Linked DNA regions of Lactuca sativa: region 2 is linked to region 1. A link is a contact called in public Hi-C data. All regions are on one chromosome and are shown on one strand. Each heading gives the region's core, a stretch centred on a gene start, on an enhancer-like site or on the middle of the called end of the contact. The rest is flanking DNA. Distances are from core to core; before and after follow the strand shown.

What was found. A called contact is a pair of places that touch in the nucleus more often than the background predicts.
Region 2: a contact with region 1 is called in a Hi-C map of leaf, with 8 times the contacts expected there. The contact joins the promoter of LOC111877721 here to the promoter of LOC111877720 in region 1. A contact is called at or near these places in 4 of 4 Hi-C or Micro-C datasets (bud, leaf and seed).

What each region holds. Positions count from the first base shown.
Region 1 is chr3:209,202,015-209,209,415 of Lsat_Salinas_v11, reverse strand. It overlaps LOC111877720 (protein NUCLEAR FUSION DEFECTIVE 4), which reads left to right and starts at 4,526. Exons shown (of 3, transcript XM_023874228.3): 1 at 4,526-4,984; 2 at 5,311-6,248; 3 at 7,127-7,401. The coding sequence starts at 4,649.
Region 2 is chr3:209,809,462-209,816,862 of Lsat_Salinas_v11, reverse strand. It overlaps LOC111877721 (nuclear transport factor 2B), which reads right to left and starts at 4,204. Exons shown (of 2, transcript XM_023874229.3): 1 at 3,822-4,204; 2 at 2,705-2,979. The coding sequence starts at 4,118. The coding sequence ends at 2,905.

The DNA.
Region 1 (7,401 bases), core at 3,277-5,776:
CGGCAAGTCATAGGTCCGACTCGCCGAGTGGATGCGGGACCCGGGACACGTTTAAGTTGGCGACTCGGCGAGTCCATATCCTGGACTCGGCGAGTCACAGCTGTTGGATGAAACCCTAAGTTTCAGGGGTTTGCACCCTATTTAAGCGACTTGTCCGCCCCAGGCCAGCCCCCATTCTCTCCCCAGAGCTCCCAACCCTCGTTTATGCTTGTTCTTTGAAGAATTGAAGCTTTGTTGTGTGCTTTTGAAGGTTTTGAAGGAGGAAGGAAGTAGATCCAGAAGAAGGGAAGCCATCCAGGCATTATTGTGTTCTTCCAGCAGTTCCTTTGAGGTATAACCCGTTTTCCCCATGATTCTTTGCTTAGTACTTCATTTAGGTCTTTCTTGGATAAATCCCCAAGCTTGTATGTGCATTATATGTCGTAATAAGATGTTTGGCCTCTGGATCTAGGCAAGATTGAGCTGCAGGAGCTCAGATCTATTAGCTTTATGGCCCCATGTTTCTTGTTCACCCTAGATCTACCCTTTTGAGATATTTTGAGCCCTAAAATCCATATTGGTGAATATCCACACGTAAAGTTGGAAACTTTACGTGTGATTCGTGTCCTAGAAGTCCAGATCTATGAATGGCATGGACTGGAATCGAGCAAATATGTGTATTTAGTGGGTGCATGGCAACGACTCGGCGAGTCGTTCATATGACTCGGCGAGTCTGTTCGCGAGTCTCCGAGTTTGTCCCCTCTTCGTAGTGTCGAGTGAACAGTGAGTCACGGGGTGTGACTCAGTGAGTCGGAAGCTGAACTCATCTATGGAGGTACTCGGCGAGTCAATGCCCTGACTCGGCGAGTTCAAGGCAATCTCCTTAGATCAAGAACAGACTCGGCGAGTTGTTCATACAACTCGGCGAGTCGCAGCATAAGTGTTCTTCGGATGAAGATGGACTCGGCGAGTTTTTCATACAACTCGGCGAGTCTCAGCATAAGTGTCCGTCGGATGAAGATGAACTCGACGAGTTGTTCATACAACTCGGCGAGTAGGATGAAGGACTTGAATATTGGTTTAGAAGGTGAACTCGTCGAGTCGTCGCCTAACTCGACGAGTAGGATCAGGATTCAGGGCAGTCGTTTGGGTAGGGACTCGGCGAGTTGGAAAGCCAACTCGACGAGTCGGGTCAACTGAAAGTTGACTCTGACTTTGACTTAGGGCGTGGTCAGGGGTAAAATGGTCATTTTACCCAAAGGTCAGTGAGCAGTGTTTGATTGAGTATGTTGTGGGAATTGCAGCCGGAGGATTTCCGGAGCAGCAGCATCAGCAGTAGGCAGTCAGTTCCCGATCAGATCAGCAGCTACTTCGAGGTGAGTTACCTTCCAGTAGCGGTGGGTCTACAGCCACAATGCCGGCCCACCAGTAGGAGTTATTTGTAGATGTTTGTCTCTGTGATACTCATCTAGGTATTGCCTGCGTTATGTTATTTGCTAGTATGATATGATGCTATGTGCTAGTGACAGTAGGGGGGAGATAGTCCCCGAAGTATCCGGTCGGTAGGACCGAAGGGGAGGCCAGCACCCAGATATGCTAGGCAGTATCCGGTCGGTAGGACCGAAGGGGAGGCCAGCACCCAGATATGCTAGGCAGTATCCGGTCGAAAGGACCGAAGGGGAGGCCAGCACCCAGATATGCTAGGCAATGTCCGGTCGAGAGGGCCGAAGGGGAAGGTCGGGCACCCAGATATGCCTGACAATATATGTATGTTATGAGATTATTTGGTATGTGGTACGATGGGGGAACTCACTAAGCTTTGTGCTTACAGTTTTCAGTTTTGGTTTCAGGTACCTCCTCAGCTAGGGGAAAGGATTCGGCGCGGTAGCGGCATGTCACACATACACTCTCTGGTTTCCGTATTTACGAGATTCTCTGGGATTTATACTCTAATATTTTGATTGGTTGTATGATTTGACTTTTAGACACGGTTTACGTTGTATCATGGTTTGATCAAACAATGTTTTAATTATTAAAGTCTTTTAAAGTAATGTTTTAAAACGAAATTTTTGGACGTGAAAATTGGGTCGTTACACATTTAAAACATTGATTTAAGGGTATGAACTCACCTGTTGTGAGTGGTTCTAGCGGGTACGCGTGTATGGATGAGAAGTTCCACGAATGAAGTTCCGATACACAATAAGTCCTAAATGACATATAAGGACACATATTGACATGAATATAGTGTTTATAACATCTATATGACAGGAAACACCTTCCGGGACTAGGTAACACCTTGACCAAGTGTTGGAATCACATGTGATTCAACATAGGAAGGTATAAAGGCACGCACATGAGTTTACTACCATGAGTTCACGGCCAAAGGGAGTTTACGGCCGTAAACTCATGGCTACTCATGTGGGAATGCAAGTTTGAAGGCTTGGGAATGATTTAGGGACATTAGCTCTAATTTAGGATGAAGAAAACCCACTTTCTTTGAAGTTCTAAGGAGTTCACGGCCAAAATGAGTTTACTACCGTAAACTCATGGCCATTTATGTTTATGAGGGTCCTAAAGGTCATAAGGAAGCATTCTAATTTCAAGCCTAAGCCTTTGGAAGTGTGTATGGCATCAAAACACCCTTAACTTGAGTTCACGGCCCATGGACCATTTGGTCATGTGTTTGCGGCCATAAACACTCATGGGTGTTGATATTTTTATTGTTTTGGGTCCTACACACATCAAGGTAAGATGCTATGTTTGTCTCTTGGCTTAATGAAGGTCTTTAGGGCATTTTGGCACCCTAATATGGAGTTCACGGCCCAAGAACTTCCTTGGCCGTGAACTCACTTTCAACCCTTGATTATATTTGTTTTGGATGTCTAAACATGTCATGTGTAGCCTCAAGGTTCATTTCCAAAGTTTGTAGGGACATTGGGTACACTTTGGCCCTTAAAAAGGAGTTTACTCCCCAAGGTGTTCTTGGGCGGTAAACTCACATATCTTAGTGTTTTGAGGTTGTTTTCTGTCCCTAAACTCATTTGTGTACAAGTCCAAACTAGTTTCATGGCTTAAGGAAGGACTAGGCACCATTTGGCTCGTGAAAAGGAGTTTACTCCCCAAGGTGTTCTTGGGCGGTAAACTCACAAATCTTGTTGTTCTGTCATGATTTTGATGTTATTAAGCACAATCTAAGTTATATAATACAACTAGAGAGAGGTACTCACGATTTGGGATAAAAACCCGAAGATCCGTGAGAGAGAAAATGGCTTTTCTCTAGTTGAAAATGTAACTAATGAATGAATATGGCTCAGATTTCTATAGATAGTCCTGATATTTTTAGCAGAAAATATTTTATTCCCGGAATGAACTCTAATATCCTAGAGAATTGGAATAACAGTGTTGCACAAAACCCTAGTGCATCCACTCTCTTGATATCTCCTTAAGCGTTAAACCTGAAATACTCAAACTTATACCCAAAGTCTGGAATTTCTCTGTAACTGTTCCAACTTCTATTGGTTTGATATGTTTTGTTCAGAATGGAAATTTCGGGTTGTCACAACAACGATGGTCACTTAGTATGCATAAATGTAGGCGCACAATTATTGTAGCTTTTGCTACCCTTCATCTCCGATTGGAAGCGCATGTGCACCAAAAACATAAGCAAAATCGATGGCAATTCCATGATTAAAAGGTGATGTGGACGACATATAAAGATAAGAAGAAGACAATGGTTATTTGGTTATAGAAGAAGGAGGTGGCGAGCCAATGACAATGCAAAAGAGAGGTCACATCTCCATATTTCAAGCCAACTTGTACATGTCACTATTCATAAGCCAAATATCTTTTAATTATATATATATATATATATATATATATATATATATATATATATATATATATATAATTCCAACAAGTTTCAATAAGTTTCTAATTAATTTATTAACCAATAATAAATTAATAAACTATTTATCTTACTCTCATTTTTTTTTGCTATTTTAGCTATTGAAATCAATCCTAAAATGAATTTGTTATTATTTTCAAAGTTATACAAATTAATTATAACAGTGGACATCTATTTTCAATAAATATTATATATTAAAAATAATATTTATTTATATATAATAATTCAATAAAATTAAAAAGAAAATATGTATAAATGGTTCTTATAGTTTGGTAAAAAGACACGATTATAAAAATGATTAATGAGAGTAAAATTATCAATCTAATAAAATTAACAGTCAAATTGTTATAGTTAACTAAATACAGACTAAAACCATACAAAATATCTAAAATAAAAACAATAATATACCACCAAACATTTTTAATCAGAAATCATATATTTTTTACAATCAAACGACCATTTTTGCAATTTTGTAAAAATAAAACATGGATATACCGCCAAACAAATAGTTATCATCATTTTCATTTAAAATAGCAAAACCAATGTGGACAGATTTTTTTTAAAAGGCATTTCGTATTTTTTCCAATATCCTGCCAAACAAACAAAAAATATTTAAAAATTAGAAAAGGACAGTGTTGACAGCAAAGCAATCTACATCCTGAATTCATCACAAAAAGTCTGTTTTGATCACACAGATCTTCACTTCCCGATATTAGAAATCGGAAAACTACAACACCAACATCCATTCTCTCTGGATTCACAAAAATGGGTCGGGTCAAGGATTTGATCCTCACTTTCTTCAACAACAGATGGCTTGTTTTTGTGGCGGCAATGTGGATTCAATCGTGCGCCGGAATCGGCTACTTGTTCGGAAGTATTTCTCCGGTGATCAAGAGTTCATTGAACTATAATCAGAAGCAGGTTGCGAGATTGGGTGTAGCTAAGGATCTCGGTGATAGTGTTGGATTTTTGGCCGGAAGTATGTCGGAGATATTGCCGTTGTGGGCTCTGTTACTTGTTGGTGCTGTTCAGAACTTTGTTGGGTATGGTTGGGTGTGGCTCATCATCACCGGTAGAGCTCCGGTGTTGCCATTGTGGGTTGTAAGTATTATTTCTCCGATCATCTTAATTACTAGTCAACGAGACGTGTGTCAGTGGACCACTCCGTTGATCACCTATCCAATCATGAATCATTTCCTTTTGGTTTTATCATGAAGAAGCTTAATAGTATAATAGTATAACTCAACCTGATTTGATTTCTGTTTTGTTTATTCAAAATTCTGTTGATCATGAGTTCGATTAAACGAATTTCTCTGGGTATGCATTCAATTGATCCATTTCGAAGTGATTTAGCTTCTGTATTCATTAATTTTCAGACAAATCAAAACGTTTTAGTGATGTTGATATGTTGATACGTTGATTTGCAGATGTGCCTTCTGATATTCATCGGAACAAATGGCGAAACATACTTCAACACAGTCGCACTAGTTTCATGTGTTCAAAACTTCCCCAAAAGCCGTGGCCCAGTCGTCGGAATCCTAAAGGGATTTGCAGGTCTCGGCGGCGCAATCTTAACCCAGATATACGCGTTAGTCAAATCACCAGATAGCGCTTCCCTTATCTTCATGGTCGCCGTGGGACCTTCCATGGTGGTCATCTCCCTCATGTTCATCGTCAGACCAGTCGGAGGTCACAGACAACTCCGAACATCAGACGCATCAAGCTTCTCGTTCATCTACTGCATCTGTCTCATTCTCGCCGCTTACTTAATGGGTGTTATGCTCGTCGAAGATTTAGTCGATCTAAGCCAAACCATAGTCCAAATTTTCACCGCGATTTTGTTCGTCCTGTTAGTAGTTCCGATCGGAATTCCATTATGGTTAACCTTTTCTTCAGATCGGAGAAACCCAAACCCAAACGAAGAATCTCTTCTACCCGAATCAGAATACAAAGAACCCGAAAGATCCGAACACGATCCAAACGAAATCATATTCAGTGAACTAGAAGATGAGAAGCCGAGAGAAGTCGATTTACTTCCGGCATCAGAACGACAAAAGAGGATCCTGCAACTACAGTCGAAGCTGGCTCAGGCGGCGGCAGAAGGAGCGGTGAGGATTAAGAGGCGAAGAGGACCACATCGAGGGGAGGATTTTGATCTGACACAAGCTTTGATTAAGGCAGATTTCTGGTTGATTTTTTGGTCGCTTCTGTTGGGATCTGGTTCAGGGTTAACAGTGATTGATAATTTAGGGCAGATGAGTGAGTCTTTAGGGTATGATAACACGCATATTTTTGTCTCCATGATCAGTATTTGGAACTTCTTGGGTCGTGTTGGAGGTGGCTATTTCTCAGAGATCATTGTCAGGTATACAACTTATTATGTCTTTATAAAGTTATAAATACTTTTGTTTGTTTGTGTATTATAGTTTGTACTATAATTACTTTGAAAAGCTACCTCCTTATATAGTATTGTATTTTATATAGTTGATAGATTTAAAATAAAAATAAAAATGATGTAATGGGGAGAAAGGAAAGTAGGATGCTATAGTGAAGAAAATACATGAAAGTATGTTGTTGTTTCTTGTATTTGATTTTGGGTAAATACAATGACAAAAACATACTTTTATTTATTTGTTTATTATAACATTCTACTTTTGTTTTTTTTTTATTACAAACTATACTTTCTTACCTTCAATTCTAGCGTGGTAGCGAGAAATTGTTTTTTTTATTTATTTATTGTTGTAGTTGGTGGATTTTTAAAAGTATAATGTTGAAGAGGTAAAACATCAAGCCATTTTTTGGAAAATGGGTTGAAATTGCCATTTATTTATTATAGCATTCTACTTTTTTTTTCTATTGTAGCATTGTACTTTTAGTTTTCAATTTTAGTGCATCATATTTTGAAAATTTTAACAAATTATAGAATTCTACTTTCAGTTTTTCTCCTATTAAAGCACTTCTTTAAAAATCTACCTAATTATAGTAGTTATAATTGCTTTGTCTTCAAATCATATTTCTATAATTGAGTTGTTTTTTCAAAATACAATGGTAAGTAGGATGCTTTAATAAATGAATGAATGAAAGTATGCTGCTTTTACTATCATTTAACCTTTTCTTTTGCCGATTGATCCGTTATAGATAAAACACAACCAAAATCAACAATTTTAGGAAAACCGTTAAAATTGCGATCTCTAATATTCCAAAACCTTGATAATTCTAATAATTTTTTTTTTCATTTTTCAGGGATTACGCATACCCCCGACCCGTAGCCATGGCAGTTGCCCAAGCCATAATGGCAGTCGGGCATTTATTCTTTGCCATGGGTTGGCCCGGTGCAATGTACATCGGTACACTTCTAATCGGGTTAGGGTACGGGGCCCACTGGGCCATCGTACCTGCTACAGCTTCCGAATTATTTGGACTCAAAAAATTCGGAGCGTTGTACAATTTCCTAACACTAGCGAACCCTGCGGGTTCACTAGTGTTCTCTGGTGTCATTGCCAGCTATATTTACGACT
Region 2 (7,401 bases), core at 2,955-5,454, 610 kb before region 1:
GTACTTATATGTATTACTTACTCTGTGGCCTTATAGCATATGTGTGCATAACATGAAATCTATTTTTGACATGTTTTAAAATGAAAATGGCTATATGATTTAGAAATATAATTTTGAAACATCCTTGCTTATGCATTGCAAGTAGGATGGGTTTGAGAGTCCCATGACTTAATAGAGGATGAATGAAATTTCCTTTTGATAGGTAGATGGTGAAATTCGCTTATAAAGGATTCAATATGCTTTATGGCTTTGCAATCTCATTCCATGAAAAACATGTTTAATGGTCATGTGTTTATCTTAAACCGGATGGTGATTAGCCATTGACAACGGTCATAAACAGATAGCTTATTCGGTATATTTGTCTCACCATTGGACTTATGTAGGAAAGTGAACTTAATGGAGAGTAATGATTTGAGATAAATAAATACTTTTAAAACAAAGTTTCGAAAATATTTATGGAATTTATACTTAGGGATTGGGAATCGACATTCTCACTTCCGTTCCTTGATTAGATTCTGGTATTACTGAGCCTGACTCATTATTTTGACGTGTACTTGCAGATCCGAGATGAAAGATTTTTAGCACAGTATTAGACATTTTGAAGGTGATACATGTATTGTTAAGCTTTTCTTATGATATTATATGCTAAAACACCCTCGTAATAATTAAATGTGAAATTTTAAACCATATTTTGTAATTGGGACGAAGTAATTCTGCATTAAACTTTCAGACTTTTAAAAAAGAATTTTTATGAAATAATCTAATTCCTACTAGCACCTACAAGGGGTGTTTTTAGTTTAGTATTTCGATTATACCTAATCTTTCCAATATTAACGTTTTTGCTTTCCAGACAAATTATGCAAGTAAAATACACATAGTTATGATAGCTACAATTATTGGAATTTCCCACCGGATATTTCTTTTCAATGCTATATGTTTATGTTTTACAATTTAGAATTTTAGATAGTATTATAAAACAATTTGTAAGATTTTATATTAATGAAATATTGTATAATTTTAATTAATGTTTAATATTCTTTGTTGGATGCTGCAAAGACCATCTCAGTTCTGACCAAACCATTCTAACCGAAAGCACACCAAAAAAAATAGCTGACTAGTCCGCAACTGATGTTCATATTTACCCTAAAGTACCAAATATAATTGTCCATTTATTTTCATTAACGAGAGATCAATAGACAAATATATTTACCCTAAAGTACCAAATATAATTGTCCATTTATTTTCATTAACGAGAGATCAATAGACAAATATATTTACCCTAAAGTACCAAATATAATTGTCCATTTATTTTCATTAAAGTACCAAATACAATTGTCCATTGATTATAATGGTGTATATGTTTACATTAATGATAGATTAATTAACAGAAAAACATTAACCTTCTTGATATTAGAGCTTAATTATCACCACTACATTTTTGATCTCTCATCGATGCAAATAAATGCACAATTACATGGTACTTTAGTATTTAATCAAAAATAGTATTTAAAAAAAAAAACTAATTATCAGGTTTAGTGTATCTTATGTCCAAAAAATAGTATTTAATCAAAAATGGCTAAATCCATTTAAAGCGTATATATGAAATCGATGTGATTTTAATCATATAATAAAAACGTTTGTAAATACAATGATAGCCTTTGCAAAGAAAACGAGATTTAATAAATTTCAAACATGAATGAATTGAATTTTGTCACGTGTTTGGTTGAAGAACACTAAGGGGTATTTAGCTTAGCTTTTTAGAAACCAAAAATTCTTTTTGGAAAAATTGCAAAAAATCAGATTTTCCTAACTTTTCCAAAAAAGTGATTTTACTTCTATCCAAAAGTAGTTTTTAAAAGTCTTTTGCCAAACATCTTTTTGCCTTTGATCTTTTTTAAAAAGGACTTTTGAACTCTCAAAAGTTAAGCCAAACACCCCTAAGACCGTGTTTTCTTATTTTTTAAGCTTTTTTAAATTAACATGTTGGCAAGTAAAAAAATAATTGATAAACTATTTTTTTTTAAAAGCTACTTAGACGCTACCTATTAGCTGAAAAGCTAACTGATAGCTAAAAAAACTAACTGTTAAATAAATTAAAAAGTTGGATGATAGCTAAAAAATTATCCGTTAAAAAAATAACATTTTGTTAAACTAATAGAAAAGCTAGCCGAAAGATATAAAATGTCATAAAAAAACATTTAAAAGAATTTGTTTCAAAAATCAATTAAATGGTACATTTGAAAATTTTTAAAAATCTCCAAAATAGCTAGTTTAAATAGTTTTTCAAAAAGCTAACTTCTAAATTATTTTTTGGTTTGTCAAACATGACAACTTAAAAAACTTTAAAAAATAAACTAGCATATCAAATAGCTAGATAGCTGTAGCGCGCCAAACACAGTCTTAAACTAGTTTTTCAAGAGTAGCTAGCTTTTCAGGTATCAATTAGCTTTTATAGGCTCCCAACTAGTTTTTCAGCTAGCCTTTTAAACATAGCTTGAATGGAATTTGTAAGCTTTCACAAAAAAAAAAAAAAAAAAAAAGGAATTGAGTTCCATGGTATCTATTGGAAGGTTGAAATCCATCCTTAAAATGGATTTCTACATTCCAACAAGCATTCAACTCCATATTCATTTACATTCAAACACATGATTAGAATGGTAAACAATTCCAATTTCAACCAAATCCCAGGATTCAAGACCACAAATGATAAGAATTATAAGAACAAGTTTCATATGAAAACAAACATAATCTTCAAGTTTAGAAAGATAAGCAACATCTAGAGACTAAAATGATTGATTTATCATCTTAATACTCTAATTAAAAAAAAGCATATTTGAAATTTGACAAGAAATGGATGTTGAAAATCTAAAAAACACACTTGGGGTTTGAATATGACACCTTTTCTCATGCATAATTCAAGCGGAATATGTCATTGTACACATAAAAGCTTCCTTGTGGTGTCGGCATCAAATGGAACATCTGAATCAAAAATCAGCCACTATCAGAAATTCTTCAACAAACACTTTCTACAATTCATGAATTTAAAAAAAAAAAAAATCCACATGGATGCCATATAGGATTAAATACCTGTTCACCCAATTGAAATCCACCAAAATGGTGCAATGAGAAAACAAATATAAGTATAATAGCCTAATGAATACAATTAAAAGATATGTGACATACAGTAATGCCACAAACTTGTCTTAAAACTTGTAAAATCAAATGTTTGGATCATTGATTTAGGAGTTGATAAACATAGGACAATGCTAATAAGGAGTTACAAATGTTGTTGACATAAGTGATTTAAACATAAAAACTGATCAGCCTAATAGTTTCCATAAAGTTATGAACATTGGAAATTTGAAAGTTCCAACTTCTGTAACACTAGAGAACCCTTTCATGTCAGTGAGCATAAGTCTTGTGAGTTAAGAGAGTTGGATATGTTTTACAATCTTGTAAGAAATCAGTTTGGGAAAGCTGTTAGAGCTCAATATTACTAGTGTTCTTAACAAAGAGAGAGTTGCGATTCAGAATTTAAGTGTATACGCACCACAGCAAAGTGGGGTGGTTGAAATTAAACACAAACATTTGTTGAATGTTGTCAAGATGATCAAAGTGAAACTGTATTAATCGTCACAAATCTGTAGTTGAGGGCATTAATCGAAGCTCTCCAAGCAACGACAAAACATCTAGGCCGTTTTCAATTAGGATTGTAATGTAAACCCTAAATTCTCACTATTCTATGAATCAAAAGCACAGATTAAGATCCAGATTAAAGCAATCGAAATAAAGTTGTGCGGACAAGGTGTTTGAAGAAATACCTGACTGAATCGCAGAGCGTGCTGTTCACCAGCAAGCTGGAGATTTCCGCTGACGAAAACAAGCATACCGCCGGCAGGTCCAGATGGCTGACAATCGACGGTGGTGATGCTGTGTTTGCACTGCTGGAAAGGGAGGGAGGTGAGCTTGGCGACGATGTTCTGAGAGCCTTGGATCTTCTGGCCTTCAAAGGTCAACATGGAAGTATCTTGATACAGATTAGCTAATCCAGCGCGATTGTTATCGAACGTCGAGTAGTAATGATCTACGAATGCTTTCGATAAAGCGTCTGGATCCATTTTTGTTTCTCCGCCTTCGTTCACCTCTTTCTGTTTCACTCTGTTTGTGTTTCTATCCCTTTCTTTCTCCCTCTCTCAATACTCAACTCAGCTGATAAATCACGCTACAATGAGCCGGGTATGGTTAGGCCCACCCAAAAAAAAAGTTGCAAAACTATGAAATGGATTCTTATAGTTTTTAGATTTATTTGTAAATCTTTTAAGGATATATAAGTAAAATCTTAATATTTTCATCGATCGATTTGATAAGAAAATCCTAAAATTTATTTTTTTGACAGTAAAGTCCTAACTACCGATGGTTTTTGACGCTGTTACCCATTTTTGCAAGTTAGCCGATAATTATGATTTTTTTGTCAAAAAAATAAAGTTTACGACTTTCTTGTCAAATCGTAAATTAGGACTTTAGTGTCAAAAAATAAAGTTTAAGACTCTTGTCAAATTGTTGAAAATATTGGGACTTTAGTGTATATATCTATTTTTTTGTTAGAAATTTAATGATATGATAGTCTTTAAGCATAAGAGTTATTGAAACATGTTCTAGTTAGCGAGATCCTCTTGAAATCCTTAATCTTTGCTTTTTGTTAAATAGTTTTTTTAATCTCAACAAAACATTATTGAAAAAAAATAGAGATAATCAAGGAAGAAAGAAAACATCAGGGTTGTGGGTTATGTTGGATTTTTACGGTCCTAAAAATGGAGAACTAACAAAACAGGAAAAAAAGTTGCCTTTCGGTGAGAATGTGGAGAAGGGGTAAGAAGGCGATTTTTTTCTGGTTTCTTAGTTCTCCATTTTTAGGACCGCAGAAAACCAACACAACCACAACCCTGATTTTTTCTATCTTTCTTGATTATCTCTATTTTTTCAATATCATTTTGTTGAGATTAAAAAAATTATTTAACAAAAAGCAAAGATTAAGAATTTCAATAAGATCTAGCTAACTAGAGCATGTTTCAATAACTCTTATGCTTAAAGACTATCATATCATAAAATTTCTAACCAAAAAAATTGATATATATACTAAAGTCTCAATATTTTCAACAATTTAATAAGAAAGTCCTAATTTTTTTTTTACAGTAAAGTCCTAATTTACGATTTGACAAGAAAGTTGTAAACTTTATTTATTTATTTTTTGACAAAAAAAATCCTAATTACCAGTTAAACGGCAAAATGTAAAAGCGTCAAAAACCGCTGGTAGTTAGGACTTTACTGTCAAAAAAATAAATTTTAGGACTTTCTTGTCAAATCGATGAAAATATTAGGTCTTTACTGGAAATATCTTTTTTTTTAAATAAATGATTAATGTGATTTATAAAATTCATAAATTTTCTCCTTTATTATAATTTATGTGAATAGTATCATTTAATTTTTTATATTAATACTTTATTTTATATTTCTTTTAATTACAAAAAGCCAAAAATTAGATAGACCCCACCATCACACCACATTATTCTTGTTTTTTTAGTTCCTCGATTTGTTGTCATCATATATTCATACAACCTAAAGAGAGTCAGATTTAGCATCTCATACGGTATGTGGTTTGACCGCACTCAGGATATATAGATTTAAAACTTTTTTTTGTTCGTCTGGTTCGATTAACGACATCAATATTCTTAATCATTTACTTACATTTAACAACATATATGACTGATTTGCACCAAATTCTTCTTTTCATGTATATATAACGTCATATAAGTATGGTTGTTATCTTGTTGATGGGATCTATTTTGAGTATGGTGTGTTTGTTAAATCATTTTCATGTCTACATGGTTCTAGACGGAAAAATTCAAGAGAGTTCAAGAAAGAGCTAAGAAGGATCTCAGTCGGGCTCTTGGATCTCTTAAGAAGCGTTGGTACATAGTGAAAAAAACCAATAATTTATTTAGACGAGGAAAAACTTCAAGAACTCATGTATACATTTATCATATTGGCATATTGCATAATATGATTACTGAAGACGGATGAAAAGCGATATGTGCGTATGACGAACAAGAAACCATCCCCAATATACAACCAATAGAAATTGGTTGCAACAAGTACATGGATAGAAGAGTAGAGATATGTTCGCACTAAAATATTTCACAATCATTGCACGGAATTTGTGGAACACATTAACCTCAATTTAGATCCCCTAGATGACTCAGAAGACAAGTTCTCTGAGGACGACTTCATGTAGTATAATTTCATTATTTCATTTGTGTTTTTTAAAGTTATTTTAATCGTTTCATGTGTGTGTTTTTTTTGTTTGTATGATTTTTTTTTAATTTGATGTTTTTTTTTTAATTTTAAGTAAGCAATGCAATGTTTTTTTTTTTGAAGTAATGAAATTTTATGTTTTTTTTTATTAAAAGTGAAGTTTAATTTAAATTAAATTATTAAAAAAAGTGTGGCACCACTCATTGGGTGTGGCAAAGAGCCGCACTTTTGTGGTAAAAGTTGGCGTGACGCTTACGTGGTAGTGAAGGGAGTGCAATTTTCATGACACCACTCATTCCAGACTAAACTAAACCGCAAAGTGAGATAAAGTAAAGAATTCAAAATGATGCAATGTTGTGACATGAATCGTACAGATTTACATAACTAGAAGAAAAAGATGAATCCTCAAAACCTAAAAATGAGAGGAGGGATGGGAGATCATAAACCTGTAACTAAAATGACTATTTTTCAAGTTAATCTGATCATATCAAAATCATGCAATTAAAAATGTATAAAGATAACAAAGCTGATAAATCAACTGACAATCAAAACTACAACATATAAAAAACCTACAATAAAAACTTAGAAATATCAAAACCTAAACATAATTTCATCGAAGACGAGTCCTCAAAAACTGATAGATGATGAGTCCTCAAAAACTGATAAAAGTAAAGGTTTGTTGAATGTATGAGTGCTTAAAACTAATAAAATTGATGTGTACACAAAACTAATAAAATTGACGAGTCCTCAAAACTACAAATTTTATAAAAACTATTAACGTTGAAAATTTATCAAACCGATGAGTCATCAATCTAGTTGTTGAAGGCATGAGTGCTCAAAATCGTATTCTTAGGATTGATTTTAGATTTCGGTCAAAGATCTAGTTTTCTACAATTTTTAAAGGTTAGTGATTACAACGGCAAAGATAAATCCATGTGTGTGGGGAATAAAGATGAAACCTTTAATATGTCATATTTTATGGTAGAGAGAATCTTGTTTATTAGAAGTAACAATGTAGCGAAAGGAAATATGAAAGTGAGTGGTAGGTCTACCAAAGGGCTTCTGGCCCAGCGGTATCCGTTGTTGCCC